Regions from separate parts of the Zea mays genome. Here region 2 is linked to region 1. The links are chromatin contacts, called in public Hi-C maps. All regions are on one chromosome and are shown on one strand. The core of a region is the stretch at or near the end of the contact, and the rest is flanking DNA. Distances in the headings are between cores, read along the strand shown. Region 1 holds the start of LOC100274159. Region 2 holds the start of LOC100382186.

Region 1 (4,858 bases), core at 887-3,386:
TGAAAGCATCAATGTTATCACCTCGTGCTTCCCAGCAGTCACATAACTTTGGCCCATGTCATCAGCAGAACCCCAAGTGAGGAGTTTTCCAGACTCTGAAGAAAACGACAAAAAGGAAAAAACAAAAAAGGTTCAGAGTTTAGTCGAGCTGAGTGGCAACAAATTAGCAACTACTTCCATTCCAATTATAAATTGTTTTAGCTTTGTTCCAAGTATTTATTCGGTATTGTAGATGTTAATATATTTTTACTATAAACATTGTCAAAATAAGTCCAGTTTGGCTTTCGACAAAGCTAAAATGATTTATAAAGGGATCATATAAAATGACTTATAAGGCTATGGCCAGCATATCGTGTAGATATCCTTGAACAACATCATTTTGCACTGTTTTATGTTGTAAGCTGCACTATTGAGTGGAGTTTAAAATAAGAGGGTGTTTGGTTCTTTAGTCACCCTCCTAAAATTTAGTGACTAAATCCCTAAAAAAACCTAGTTTACTCACCCCATTTGATATTTTAGGCACTTGATATTTTAGGGACTAAAAGTGACTAAACTGTTGAGTTTGTAATCCAAATTCTGAAGAAGACGACCAAGTTGGCGAGCGAAGTGGAGGCCCGTCGCCGGGAGGCTTGGGCCGAAGCGTTCCCTACTCACATTAGGGTTTCGTCTCTATAAATTCACTTGTAATCCGCAGGAGATCGTCATCTTATTGTAAATCTCCTGCGATCTGTAACCACCCGAAAAATAGTGATATTGTTGCTGGTCAGCGTCCGTAGTTTTCCCCACTTCGCTTTAGAGGGGTTTTTTACGTTAAATCTGTGTCTTCTCTGTGTTTGATCTACTTTGTGTCGTATTGATTTATAACATAAACTTCACTAAAGTTTAAGAGGTGGAAACCAAACACCCTAAGCGCTAGTTTGGAAACTCAAATCCCCTTTAGGATTGAAGGGGATTGGAGAGGAAATTAGTTCATTTCCATCCCAATCCTCTCCAATCCCGAAGGGGATTTGAGGTTCCCAAAGTAGTCCTAAGAGATGAAGATGAGTACCGGAGATAGCCTAAGGTATCGTACCAAATGAAACGCGCATTTTGGCACATAAGACAACAAATGGGGCCTTCTAGTTGTAGCTACAAGCCTAGAGCTAGTAATTTGAATCTGATACTTGAACTTTGTGGAAGATTTCTAGACACCGCAATTACTGTTCGATGCTCATGGAATAATGGGAATCAGGTTCGAAAAAGAACTAAGGGAAACAATGTTGCTTTGCCTTCTGTACGCTCACCTTCAGCATTGAAACCACTGTCCACTCATAATCAAATCCCTACTCCATTCCTAATCGAACGTTACACCTAAAGCAAAATCACACTAAGGAAACCTCTCCTCTCTGAGCTCAGCTTTAACTTTAAGCACCGATTCAATTCAAGAGGAACAACCGCCCCTCCCTCCCCCCCCCCCCCCCCCCCCCCCCCCCAAAAAAAAAAACGAAAACACGTACAACCGAGGTTAACACCATCCAGTTCGCAAAAAATCTCCAGAATCCCTCATCCAAAAGCCACCCCCAACTATTCCTATGCAATCCGGGGCAAAACCCGGAAGGTGGACACCCCCAACAGATCTACCACATCCCAAGCGAAGAACCAACGAGCTGAAAGCAGCGAATAAGCACGGGAACAATGAGGAAGAAAAAAAAGGATACGTCACCAGAGATGGCCATAGCGAAGCCGCACCCTCCGCCGCACACGTCTCTCCACCCATCACCGGCGGCGGCCGCCGCTGCCGGGGGCAGCCTCACGGGGACCGGTCCGAGCAGCGGCGAGCGCTGCGGCGACACGCCGGGCAGGTACCCCCACATCAGCACCACCCGCTCCTTATTCCCCGCGCCCGCCCCTTTCGCGCAGCCGGGGACGCCGTCCTCCTCCATCTCTTCCGCCCCTCCCCCTCCCTCTCCTCCTCCGCCGCTGCCGTTCATCTCCTCCAGGAGCCTTGGCCTCTCCGAATCCACCGATTTCGATCACTGTCGGCCGGACCGCAGATGGTAGAGGGCAGCGGAGCAAGCAAGCAAGGCGTTGGTGTTGATTGCGTCGGAATGGGGCAGCGGCGGGCAATTGCTTTTCCAAGCGTGAGGCTGAGAGCCGCGAGGTTTGGGGGCTTGGGGCCGTATCAATTTCTTCGGGGCGGGGGCGCCACATCGGATGCTGACATGGCCGGTTCTTGACACGTGGCGCGCGCTGGGCCGCTGGATTGGGACGTGCATTCGTGGCCAGGAAGCGGCAGGAAGGTTCTGGAAGTCAGAGGCCCAGGCCCCACCGCCCCAGGGCCCTTGCGGGCGGACGTGTCTGCGCTCAGAAGCGGCCACATCGCAAGGGTCGGGGCCAGGAGATGGTGGGATGGGAGGGCCGGCCGGCCGGTGGAGGAGAGACGTACGTGGCCGGCCGCGATTTGACCAACGGCGCTCGCCGCGTCCACCAATTAAAATATAGCAGTAACGGTGGTGAGGTAGCATAGCAATTAGCAATGGCTAGCTTTCCCGCTAGAATTTAGAACCCCAAGCGGCTAGGCTAACTAGACTACCACACGCTCAAATGTTACCATTATTAGACTATCCGTACTCATGGAACCCTAAATTTCTACTCTAAAAGGAATATTTCATCCTGGTCAGTGAGATTCTCTACTCTATCACACGCTTATCCGCAGTCATATTTACCCTAAATCTTTACCCTATACCAACTACCACATATTCTATTATTTATTTTATCTCTCTCTTATCCGCATACATCTGCCTCCCGTGTTTTCTCACGTTGTCTATGTTGCTGCCTCCCGAGGAGAGAGAATATGGAGTTCGCCTTGTCTTGCGTTGGATTTAGAGTTCGGCGGAAGAGTGTGCGGTTTGGAGTTTGCTTTTCAGTAGACCGCTGCGGACATTTGTTCACTCTATATGTTTACAGTTGCATTTGGAGTCCGTGACTGCGGACAGCCTTACTCTGCGGACTGCGGTAGTAGTACTTTCAACATCACAAGTTCTTTATGTTTTGGATCAACGAGACTGCCCGATGGGGGCAGCAATGGATATCAGAAACTCAATAATGTCAGTGAGGTAGCTAGGATTTAGTGATGCCTAGTCTAATTTATCTTTTTCACAATATGTACCCGATTTCAGTGACGTAGCTAGAATTTTAGTGATGGGTAATCTAATTTATTTTTTTCACAATATGAGTACAACAGTGTAATAAAAATTACTAAATATAATATGATTAAATTAAAATAAAAGGGCATACAATCATTTACATTTTAAAAATAAAAAGTATAAAAGTCATTTAACATTAAAAAAAGTATTCAGAATTAACAAAAAAATATGGTCATATGTACTACGCACATACATATAATTGTATGAAAATTGGTCGATCGGATGTTATCGATTAGATTTATGATACCTGCACGGTAAGCACGACCTTCTTCTACCTAAGCAACTTGACGTGAACGAAAAACGTACAACGTGTCTTACTAAGCCTAGATAGAACAAGTGATAGGCATAGTCGTGTTAGATCTGCTTGAAAGCGTCATTATGCATGCTTGGTCTAGAACCAGATAGCCATCCGATGCGATTGCAAGCCTACGAGTTCAATTTCACAAGTTTGTTATGATGTGTTGTCTCGTCCTCATAGATGGGTCAAAAATAAATCAAAGTTGCTGCATAAAAGTAATATGTTTATACATAATATCTATAGTTTACTTGAATTAGCTTCGCCACTGCCTGATAGGTAAAAACTTATCAGAACATCTCTAACAGCTCCTGAACAAGACTCTCAATACTTTTTATTTTAGGAGAATAATAGAAAAAAATCATGTCCAATAGCTCTCAATATATGCTCCCAACTTATTCAGTGCTCCCAAAAGCAAGGCTCCGTGGCGCATATTTCTGCCGCGGTGCTGAGTCCCTATTCTTTTTTTTTCGTTTCGTGCGCTGATGGAATTCTTCATACATGGTCCATGGTTGTTTGTGTCTGTTGTAGCTCGGTAAATGACATTATCAGGTGTTTGTTGCGGCGCTGACGGGTGTCTATTGCATTTGTCCTATGTGTTGCGACTTATTAATACCACATATTTTTTTCTCTGTGAAACAATAAATTTTAAATTTTCATATGAACGGGAGAGAAAGAAGGGCGCACAAATGATGTGAAAAGCAGTCTACTTTGGGACAAACTAAGGAGTTGACGGAGTTAAGCATGTTTTTTGGACCTTTAGATTTTTGGAGGGAGCCCAATACATCAATATTGGGTCAACAAATATTAAGAACTGTTGGAGAGGTTCTTAGGCCATGTGTATGACAAATTTTGATACTCATATGTATTGTATGGGGTCTTTTGTTATATCCATAGTGTGGTGGGTGGGGATATGTTCTCTCTTGTCCCATCCCCGCTATCCCGATGGGAAACCCGCTAACATATACATGTGGATTCGGATTATGGAATTTATTCACTCTCATGCATAGGCTTATATAATTTAGTGTTGAATGTTGTTGATCTTGTGATAAAATTATGTTGGGTTCAATAATTTTATCGTGCTGTCACAAAGACAATCTGTTATTTTAGCATCTTTCGATATGAATGAGGTATGAGGTTTCAATATTTTGTATTTAATATTTATTTTTGTGATTCAAATGATCATGTCTACTGTAATGTTTGTGGGTATGGGTATCCAATGGATACCGCTATCTGTGGTGGGTATGAGTATGACGTAATTTTGTACCCATGATAGATAGTGGATATGAGTACGTGGTATTTTTTCTCGATGAGTATGAGTATGACTTTATGTGCTTATTGTAACCTTACCCACTGTCATCTCTACTGCAGTAGAGGC
Region 2 (4,831 bases), core at 1,540-4,039, 150 kb after region 1:
AGACCGTTGGGGTTCGACCGTTGGAGCTCTGACTTGTGGGGCCTCTAGGCTGTCCGGTGGTGCACCGGACAGGTCCTGTAGACTGTCCAGTGCGCCAACTGCGCGTGCTCTGACTCTGGCGTGCACTGTAGCGCATTGAATGTGGTTGCAGTCGACCGTTGCGCGCGAAGTAGCCGTTGCTCCGCTGGCACACCGGACAGTCCGGTGTGACACCGGACACTGTCCGGTGAATTATAGCGGAGCGCCCTCTGATTTTCCTGAAGGTGAGGAGTTCAACGTCGAATGCCCTGATGCACCGGACACTGTCCGGTGGCACACCGGACAGTCCGGTGCGCCAGACCAGGGTGCCTTTGGGTTGTCTTTTGCTCTCTTTGTTTGACCCCTTTCTTGGTCTTTTTATTGGCTTATTGTGAACCTTAGGCACCTGTAGAACTTATAGACTAGAGCAAACTAGTTAGTCCAATTATTTGTGTTGGGTAATTCAACCACCAAAATCAATTAGGAAAAAAGTGTAAGCCTAATTCCCTTTCAATATCCACTCCCATATAGCGAACAACCAAGAGGGTGGAATCGTTTGTAGAGCCTAGGCTGGTGTGTATATTTGCTTTGCATGGAACTGGCATGCTCTGCAAGACTTTACCAGCTCAGGCTGCTCAGCTGCATCCTAGAGGACGGTTGGCTAGTAGAAGCCAAGTCAAAAAGCCTTACCGATTACGCGTGCGAGATGAAGAATGACTTCCACACTCGCCTCCATGGATCTCCACGAGCAATTCGCGACCCTCTTCCTAGGAAATGCACCGTATGATGATGCCATTGGTGCCACGACAGTAGAGATCCCCTCCACCACCTTGTATCGCTTCGCCAATCGCATTATGCGCTTAACAGATACATGATATTTGGAAGGATGTTGTCTTTCAGGTAATTCTGAATCTAGGAGATCCATGCATCGGGACTCCCCTGAGCATCTGGATGAGGCGCTAAGAGGTCTCTAGGATCCTCAGTAGCGCACACAATCCTTGGCAGGTTCCACGGATGGAGTGTCGTCGGAACAGCTAACTTCGAGGTGCTAGTCTGACCCCTTAGCCTAGTTCGGCAGGTTGGGCAGTAGGTCTCAACATCCGTCTTTCGAAGATGCCCTCAAACACGGGTGCTAGAGTTGATGCCTTCATAGAGAGTTCATTTACTGGTATGTTGTTGGCGCAAAGAACATGTTGCAGCTCTAAGGAGTCGAATTCCTTCTCTAGCTTCCTCACATGAATGACCACCTTTGCAGTTACAACAAGATAGAAAAACAGAGTCTCACCTGGCTCCGGAGCAGCTCCCTAGCCACCGACAACGACCCACTAGGAATGACCCATGAGGAGATGTAAGAACACAAGAACACACAAGGGTTTATAGTGGTTCAGGCCGCCGGAGCGCAACACCCTACATCCACTTGTGAGTTGTATTCTGTGTGCTTGAGAGCTTGAGCTTCATATCGTATGTGCCCTCCCTTTTATAGTCCAATGGGGCACGTACAAGGGTGCTGAGTCTCGACCGGTGGGTCCCATCGATCTAATATTAAATATGGTACAACATGGAGTATTAAATGATACAGCAGATGTAGATCTTCTCCCTTGGCCTTAGCGCGAATCTTCTGACTACGACGTGCCCTCGTCCCGGTGGGGTCGATTATGCTAAGGTACATAGGTGTCGGTCTTGCTGACGTGCACAGGAGTTATAGCGATATACCCGAGCTATCATCTTCGGTCGGTGCTGTAAAATGTGCTTTGCCCAAGAAAGCGCCAGTTCATGATGGCGTCGCTCACACACATGTCGCTGAGACACAACTGTCTGCCTTGGTAACACGCGACTTGTTGGACGACCCATGCGCGCGGCGTTGACACACAACCGCCCGCACCGATAATGCGCGGTGCGATCATTCGAGTCTACATGGCCTATCAAAATCCTATCCATGCCCTGTGCACAATGGTGCATGCCTTAGTTGCCCACATTAAATGTAGACAGGCGAGTTTGCTTCCAGCCGAAGGCTTGTTTCACGCACTAGACGTTTACCCGAGTGGAGAGCAGGGACCAAGAGCGCATGCTGGCTTGAAGTCATGGCCCTCTTATCGGGGTCCAAATGGCATATGTGGATGTTTGGGACCCACCTATGGGGGTCTAGACGACATACGTGGAGGTCCGGATCCCATCTCTAGGGGTTCAAATTCATGATAGTAGTTACTGAGCATTTGCCCTCTAGGATACGTGGTGGCACCGGACCTGTCTCCAAGCGGGAGCGGGTCCTGAGGCCAATGGCCACATCAGAGAGGTCCGAACCCATGGGATCAACTGTTCAATTCCTTAATACATGATTATAGGTAACCACACAGACATCTGGTACTGACACAGTAGAAGAGGGTACCCAGTTACGAAGTACCAACATGGTATTTTCACTTGTTCAAGCCTAATTTCCTGCATTGTGAGTGAAATAATTTGTAAAATATTCTCTTCGTTCTAAAATAGTATTCGTTTTAGCTCTAGTTTTTATATCTATATTCAATTGGATGATGATGAATCTAGAAACATGTACAAAACACATACATCAAATGTTATATGAATCCAATAATTAAGCAAAAATAAATTTTAATTTGGAACAAAGGTACGAAGTATAGGGTTAGTCACAAAAATTGTCAAATTCAAACAAACACCCCTAAACTTTACACGACCGTCTCTGAACGACGCAGACGGGCGCAGAGGCACGGCGCCGACATCCCCCGAGGCCCGAGGGCCCAGCCATGAAGGCCCTGGGCGCGCACGTCGTAGACCTGCTCCGCGGCCCGCACCTCCTCCGCGCCGCCGTCCTAGCTTTCGCCGTTGCGGTCGCCTTCCTCGTCGGCTACCACTGGCCCAACGCCTACCCGCGCCTTGTCTTCTTCTCGTCCGCCTCCTCCTCGTTGGCGTCCAGGTCCTCCCGCTCTCCTGCCGTCGCGCTCTCCCCCAACTCCAACATCTCCTTCGAACCGTCTCTGATCCCTACCCCCACCACCCCGCCTGCTTCTCCTGCTCCCAATGCCTGCCCCCCGCCCTCGCTACCACCACCGACTCCGGCGCCGCCGCCTCCCCTCCTGCCCCCTCCACCACCAGCGCGCCTCGGCATCGTCGGCGAGGACGGCGCTATGCAGGACGACTTCGACATCGGGAGCGTCGGCGCCAACGACACCGATCTGGCCAGCGACGAGACCGCGCCGCAGGAGCCTAGCAACGGAGGCGCCAGCGGCGGACCACCCAGGGTTCGGATTGGGAGGTTCCTGGTCTGTCCCGAGAGCATGAGGGAGTACATACCCTGCCTCGACAACGAGGAGGAGATCAAGCGGTTGCCCTCGACGGAGCGCGGGGAGCGGTTTGAGCGGCACTGCCCTGCCCAGGACAAGGGTCTCAGCTGCCTCGTGCCGGTGCCCAAGGGCTACAAGGCTCCCATACCCTGGCCTCAGAGCAGAGACGAGGTGAGCATGTATTTTTTTGGGATCATTGCCAGTAGCAACCCGCATAGACTGTGATGCGACAGGAAACATTTGTCAATCATCATAGATTATGGAAACAGCTTATCATCAACTTCCGCATAGATTGTGATGATTCTCTTATGTGATGCTACACTAAACATCTGTCAATAATGGATTAATTAGGCTTAACAAATTTGTCTCACCATCTAGTCTTTGGTTCTGTAATTAGTTTTACAATTAGACTATATTTAATAGTCGTAATAGCCATTCAAACATCCGATATGACACGGACTAAACTTTAGTCCCTAGAACCATAACTGTTCTATTTGACCTAGCTGACTTGGCTATTATGCAGAAACCATTTTTTTCAAGTTAGAGGGCTTTCTTATGTTATTTGATTGAATGCAGGTCTGGTTTAGCAATGTGCCTCACACAAGATTGGTTGATGACAAAGGAGGACAGAATTGGATCACCAAGGTCAAAGATAAATTCAGATTTCCTGGAGGCGGAACTCAATTCATTCATGGAGCAAATCGATACCTAGACCAGATTTCCCAGGTTTGATGTCAAACATTCTTCAAACTGCTTGAAATTTAATCACGACTCTGACTAGAGCCACCTGTTTCCCTCTGCTCATCCAGATGGTACCAAATGTTGCATTTGGATCTCATACTAGAGTTGTCCTGGATGTTGGTTGTGGAGTAGCAAGTTTTGGTGCCTATTTACTTTCACGTGATGTCCTGACATTGTCAATAGCTCCAAAAGATGTTCATGAAAATCAGATACAGTTTGCTCTTGAGCGTGGTGTTCCTGCAATGGTAGCAGCATTTGCAACACGCCGGTTATTATATCCAAGCCAAGCGTTTGATATGATTCATTGCTCACGCTGCCGAATAAATTGGACTCGTGATGGTGAGCTGTGATTGCTATATAATTATTTTTAATTAAACACCGCACTCTTTGTTTGTTGCCTTTCTGTATCTTCGCAGTTTGTCTGAATGCTCACTTTTTTTTTCTCCCAATTTTCCTAGTCTTTCCACTAGGTCTGCTGGGATGATATCTTGTTCACATTCTCAAAGAATATTTGTCATTGTTAGATGTTGAATTTATTTCATGATTATCAAAGCAAGAAATACTTTTAATCAACGGATAGAAAACTAGGTGAGTTATTATGAACAACCTAAAAGTTATTATTGATTGTATATCTTTACATTTAAACTTGATCGCAAATATGATGTGCCACTCATCTATGTACTTTCCAAGTTTGCCTAAGTTTTGTTATCATATTTGTTTATTTGGAGATGGTATCCTGCTCCTGGAGGTTAATAGATTACTTAGAGCTGGAGGCT

The links. Hi-C and Micro-C count contacts between places; a contact is called where the count stands out from the background.
Region 2: a Hi-C map of leaf shows a contact between it and region 1, with 10 times the contacts expected there. The contact joins the promoter of LOC100382186 here to the promoter of LOC100274159 in region 1. A contact is called at or near these places in 6 of 25 Hi-C or Micro-C datasets (bundle sheath, ear, leaf and 1 more) and 2 of 3 datasets of contacts at active chromatin or transcription factors (leaf and seedling).

The regions. Positions count from the first base shown.
Region 1 is chr3:184,854,899-184,859,756 of Zm-B73-REFERENCE-NAM-5.0, forward strand. LOC100274159 reads right to left here and starts at 2,137. Exons shown (of 11, transcript NM_001360547.1): 1 at 1,703-2,137; 2 at 22-95. The coding sequence starts at 1,970.
Region 2 is chr3:185,005,488-185,010,318 of Zm-B73-REFERENCE-NAM-5.0, forward strand. It overlaps LOC100382186, which reads left to right and starts at 2,790. Exons shown (of 9, transcript NM_001366776.1): 1 at 2,790-3,485; 2 at 3,891-4,040; 3 at 4,124-4,394; 4 at 4,784-4,831. The coding sequence starts at 3,159.